Regions from separate parts of the Ovis aries genome. Here region 1 is linked to region 2. The links are chromatin contacts, called in public Hi-C maps. All regions are on one chromosome and are shown on one strand. Each heading gives the region's core, a stretch centred on a gene start, on an enhancer-like site or on the middle of the called end of the contact. The rest is flanking DNA. Distances are from core to core; before and after follow the strand shown. Region 1 holds the start of SPECC1 (sperm antigen with calponin homology and coiled-coil domains 1). Region 2 overlaps SPECC1 (sperm antigen with calponin homology and coiled-coil domains 1).

What was found. A called contact is a pair of places that touch in the nucleus more often than the background predicts.
Region 1: a contact with region 2 is called in a Hi-C map of hypothalamus, with 5 times the contacts expected there. The contact joins the promoter of SPECC1 here to the enhancer-like site in region 2. A contact is called at or near these places in 11 of 16 Hi-C or Micro-C datasets (blood, hypothalamus, liver and 4 more).

Annotation. Positions count from the first base shown.
Region 1 is chr11:33,488,372-33,491,166 of ARS-UI_Ramb_v3.0, forward strand. It overlaps SPECC1 (sperm antigen with calponin homology and coiled-coil domains 1), which reads right to left and starts at 1,417. Exons shown (of 15, transcript XM_042256705.2): 1 at 1,359-1,417.
Region 2 is chr11:33,417,376-33,420,190 of ARS-UI_Ramb_v3.0, forward strand. All of the region lies in intron 3 of SPECC1 (sperm antigen with calponin homology and coiled-coil domains 1), which reads right to left. Among named protein-coding and RNA genes, the nearest start is that of SPECC1, 71 kb to the right of the region's middle. Within about 2 kb of position 1,441, at least 4 of the 54 cell types and tissues checked have an H3K27ac peak or open chromatin away from gene starts, as enhancers often do. A contact at or near this core is called in hypothalamus, where this site is marked.

The sequences.
Region 1 (2,795 bases), core at 167-2,666, 71 kb after region 2:
TCCTAAATAAAATGTCAGTATCAAACAACCCATTGGCGACAGAAAAACTAGCAAAATAATCTCCTGTGATGTTAACAATGTCAAGAAGAAAACTACATGGTCATATAAATACATGCTACACAGAAGCATTTTGGGAGGGGGTGGAAATTCACAAAACAGAAACTGACTTAATCTGATAAATCAGATCCTTAATGAGGAAACACTGGCAACATTCCCCTAAAACCAAGCCCAAGACAAAAATGTCCTATTTAATAGTCAAGGCTCTGGAGAGGTGGTCCATAGAAAACAAGAAATGAGTACAAACATCAGAAAGAGACCTCCGTTGTTTAACAGAAAAGATTGTCCATGTACAACAAGCAGACAAATCAACCGGAAAAACGATTAAAACGAACAGACCTCAGAGTGGACGCTCCAGGTCTAGTTTGGGGCACAAATCAAACTTAGTTTGCTTCCAGACTTCGTCCTGCAAAGCTGTTTTCTGGAGAGTAAGGCATCGGGGATGACAGGCTTGCCCCCACCCCCAACCTCGTCTCCCATCTTAAATGAAACAGCATCTTGTTTGAAACTAAACGACAGAAATCTTCTGAAACCAAAATTTGACTTGTGACGACTCAGCGGCGCTTTATCTGCTGCCTGCAGCGCCCGCAGCTGCTGATGGATAAGCGCGTCACGGCGGGCGAAATGCTCCCGATAGAGGGCAAGGGCGAGCAGCCTCTGGGAACGCGTCTCTCCAAGCGAGCAGCGCTCATTATATAAACTTACCTGCTGGCAAACGCAGCGCCCACACCTCAAAAATGAGATATTCAGGGTCCGAATTCCCTTTTTAAAACAGAATTCTAAAACTAACGGCGTTCCCCGGATGCGCGAGGAGGAGGCGTCCCCCTGCGCTCCTGACAGGCTGCGCATCCCGGGCCACCGGGCATCCCAACGGCGCTCGGGTCCAGGTGCGCCACGCCGGCCGGGCCAGCGCAGCGGCGCCCACGGTTCGCAGGGGCCTGGACCCCACGGACCGCCCGCCCCGCCTCGCAGCACCCGGGACAGCTCCCGCGGGGCCGCTCCGGGGGCGCCTCTGGGGCCCCGAGTCCGCGGCGCCGGCCTCTGTCCAGCGCTCCCGGACACCCCCGGCCCGGAGGGGAGGCCAGTCTCCTGCCGCGCCACCTGCGACACGGGTCCGGCCGCCCGAGCTGGACCGTCCGGACGCCGCCTCAGCGAGGGGCAGCCCCGCGACCCGCGCCGGACCCTGCACCCCGAACCCCGCACCCCGGACCCCCATTCCGGACCTAGACCCGGACCCGCAGCCCGAGATGACCACGCGGCTCAGACGCGAGGCGAGAGTGGTCGGCGCCGCCCCCACTCACCCGCCAGCTCCGCTCCGCAGCCAGCAGCCGCCGCGGCTCCCGCGCTCCCTCACGGACTTCCCGAGGGGCCCCCGCCGCCGAGCGACGCCCCGAGCCGCCTGCAGGGGGCGCGCGCGAGCCGCGCGGGGGCACGCTGGGAGTTGTAGTCCCGCGGCCCTGCGCCGTCTCCCGCCCACGCGGTGCCTAGACCGCTAAGCGTGGTACCGGATCCGCAAAGCTCGGCACTCGGACCGCAAAGCGCGGTGCCTGAACCACAGAGCTCGGTACCCGGCCGACCAGCGCGGTGCCTGGACCTCAAAGCTCGATAGCCTAACCACAGAGCTCGGTACTAGGACCGTTCAGCGCGGTACCCGAACCGCCCAGCTGGTACCTGGACCGCCAAGCGTGGTAGCCGACCAGCAGTTTTAGCATCTCGGGAGGACCTGGTTGGAAACTCAAACGCCCCCTCGCCGCGGCTCCATAGGATTTGCTGCATTAAAAACTCTGGGGGTGGGGCCCAGCAATCTGCCTTTTGCAAGCCCTTCAATTGATTCTTAAGTTCCCTTAAGTTTGAGAACATCTGCTCTAAGTCCCACGCACCCACTCTTCTCCAAGGGACCTCATCTCACCTGTGGCATCAGGTACATATATATATACACACACACTGGTCCATCCCAGGTGCACTGGTGGCCCAGGCCACCCCTCTCACTCCAGCCCTCAACTATCAGTGTCCACCCAACGTCTCCTCGAGGATGCCTCTGAAAAGCCAAAACTCAACAGGGTCAACACCACACTCACACTGCCTCCATCTGGTTCTGCTCCAGTGAGCCTCATGTACACTGCATTTGTCCACTGGGAAGTCATCTGAGACCTTAGTGGAAGCTTCAGGAGCCGAATGGCAGGTCCCTGAATCATTCTTGAGGGAGGGAAGATGGAAAGAAGAGAAAGAAATGAAGCCGGGAAAATGCCAACCCCTCAACATGTGGAGGGAACAGAAGGACAGGTGCTGCCTTAGGGATTCCCTGGAAGTGTTGTTGAAGGAGGGTTGTTTGAAGAGGTTTAAGTATTTATGAAAAGAATCCAGTTAAGATGGAGCTGTGGGCTACACAGGAAAGGAAAAGAGATTTCACACATATGATGCCTAAGAAGTTGTATGTATGCGTTGGGGCAGGTGGAGTCTCAGCATCAGTAGGGAAACGAGCCAGGACTAGGAGTTCTCAGGGGCCGTATGTCCCCCACCCCCACCTCCCCACCCAGAACTTGGAGATGGCTGGACACATTGTGGTTTTCACACTTGGGGGAGGGGCACTGCTATCTAGTGGGTAGAGGCCCCTGATGCTGCAACATATAATGTTGGCACAGGATGGGCCCACCACCAAGAATGATCTGACCCAAGCACCAAAAGTGTGGAAGATGAGAACCCCTGAGAAAAGAAGAGAAGTTGTTTGTGAAAAGAGA
Region 2 (2,815 bases), core at 191-2,690:
AGGCTCAGAGAGGCAGCCACATTTCTGGACAGAAAGACTTTGCAAAAAAGTCAGTATTTCTGGAGGGACAAGTAGGGAGAGTGCCCTCCTCTGAACCACAGGTTCCCAGAGAGGAACCCTGAAAGCCACCAAACCCTGATGACCATGTACCTCTGGGAAGTACAGGTACCCTCAAAGAATCCAAGACTTTATAATAGCAGTACCAAGTTTAAAACCTCCTCACAGTGGCGTCACCCTGGACACTGCAGAAGTTAAAGCTATTCCCTGGTCAGTCAGTGATGGAGGGGTAAAGAAAATGTGGTTTACATACAAGGGAATATTATTCAGCCTTGAAAAGGCTCTCTCCTAGGGCCTGGCCATAGCCTGTGATTGGGTCTCCCTTCCATCCACTAGTCCAGTCTGCACAGCCAGCCAAAACGCTCCTTCTAAAATGAGGTCAAGTCCAGAAGAATGGATAAAGAAGAAGTGGTACACATATACAATAGAATACTACTCAGACATTTAAAAGAATGAAATAATGCCATTTGCAGAGACATGGATGGACTTAGTGTCATACTGAGTGAAATAAGTCAGACAGAGAAGGAGAAATATCGTACGACATCCCTTACATGTAGAATCTTAACGCATGATACAAAACAGAAACAGACTCACAGACTTAGAGAACGAACTTATGGTTGCCAGGGTGGGGGGAAGGGATAGTTAGGGAGTCTGGGATTGATATGTACACACTGCTATATTTAAAATGTATAGCACAGGGAACTCTGCTCAATGTTCTGTGGCAGCCTGGATGGGAGGGGAGTCTGGGGGAGAGTGGATACAGGTATATGTATGACTGAGTCCCTTTGCTGCCCATCTGAAACTAACACAACATCGTTAATTGACTAGTAGCAGTGGTATCCAACTCTTTTGCAATCCCATGGACTGTAGCCCACCAGGCTGCTGTGTCCATGGAATTCTCCAGGCAAGAATACTGGAGTGGCTAGCCATTCCCTCCTCCAGCGGATCTTCCCAGTCTAGGGATCAAACCCAGGCCTCCCGCATTGCAGGCAGATTCTTTACTGTCTGAGCCACCAGTATAGCTACCGTTAACTGGCTATACTGCAATATAAAAATAAGTTAAAAATAAAAAGTAAATAAAATGAGGTTGGGTGAGTCACTCCTCCTTCCCTCAGCCCCCAACCCCAGCTGTCTGCCCTGCACCCCTCCCACTTCGGCTGCAGCCATGTGCCTGCACTGTTCTCGTCCATGTTTGTTCATGGAGCTCCACGGATGGGGGATCTCTGTCCTGCCCCCTGAGGTTGCCCTGTTGCCTAAAATAGTGTCAGACACACAGTAGGCACTCAAAAATGTTTGTTGATCTAATTGCATGAAAGTCAAAAGGACCTCTAGTCAGAGTGGGGGCTCCCAGAACATGAGTCAGTGCGTGGACGAGGCTGCCATCTAGTGTTGGGGCCCCTTGCAGTTTTGGAAAGGGGGTACCTAAAAGGCTTAGCATCTCTTGGGGCCCTGGGATGTGCAGTTAGGGGGTATCAGGGAGGACAGCCATCTACCACCAGGGGCCATCCCATTCTCTAAGCCCATGCCCATCAGTTAAGACCAGATCTGCATCACAGACACTGGAGGGAGAAAAGGAAGAAGCAGGTGTCTGGGCTGGGCTCTGCCACAGAGATGTTATAATACTGATTCGAAATCAGTTGGGAGGAGCAAGTGTTCAGTGTAGAAATGGGCGGGCATGGAGAAGACAAAGTAACACTCGTGTGACCTCCCTGAAGTGTTGTGATCTGGGCGAAACACTGCCTTCTCCTGGAGGCTGTGGTGAGGTTGAGCGAGGCCAAAACCTGGTGCGGGGTGGGGTGGGGGAGGGTACCAGGTAGGGCCGGAACCCCTGCCCCGTCCACACCCCTCCCTGCCTTTCAGTGGTTGCTCTGGGTACTGCGATGGTGACAGGGCCCTGGGGATGCTCGGGCCTGGACATCAGAACCCAGAGACAATCCAGCCCCTTTACCAAGCTCCCCCAGCACCCAGGTTAGACAGCACATTAGCAGCAGTTGCCATCATATGATCAGTACTACCTGAAGAGTGAGCATTTCCTTCTGTGCTAGGTTTGAGGGCTCCTCCCCAAGGACAGATTAATTCCCAGCAAAGGGTACAATACAGGCTGATCACAGGTTTAACTGCTATGAGTTTAAAACCACAACACTGTATAACTGTATAATTGTTTCATGACAGGATCCCTTCCAAAATTAATATACTGGGAAAAAAACAGATTATACCATCCCACGCCATTACCGAAAACATGTCCCAAAGCCAAATGTTGAGGGCCATAAAAAGAATTCTGTCCCCTAAGTGTTTACATATAATTTATAATTACATCTTTCCTTTAGGAGGAAATCAATCACGTACTGCTAGTATTTTCCTTCTTTTCTTTAGTCTCATTTTTGTCTTTACAGCTGAATCTATAGAGAGTGGTGGCGACTCCAGTGAGCTCCTGCTGGGGGTGCCCTTTCTAACAGTGAGTCACCTCCTTGGTACCTCTCAATGGTACTGAGATATTAAAACCCACACTTATTACTAGTGCCAGAGCTCTCATTCCCCTGGTTTTCGTGCACAGAAAATAAAGACAAAGTGTGAGCTGACACTCACAGAACCACCTAACACAACTGCACAATGGCAGGGGTGCTGGCACCTGCAGCAGAGACAGACCTGCTGATGGGTGACCTGCCGGCCAGTGCTCCTAGTGGCTGGTTTGTCAGCTGATGCATGGGTCTGAATTCACAGGAATGGGGCAGACTGGGGATATGTGACCATGTACAAA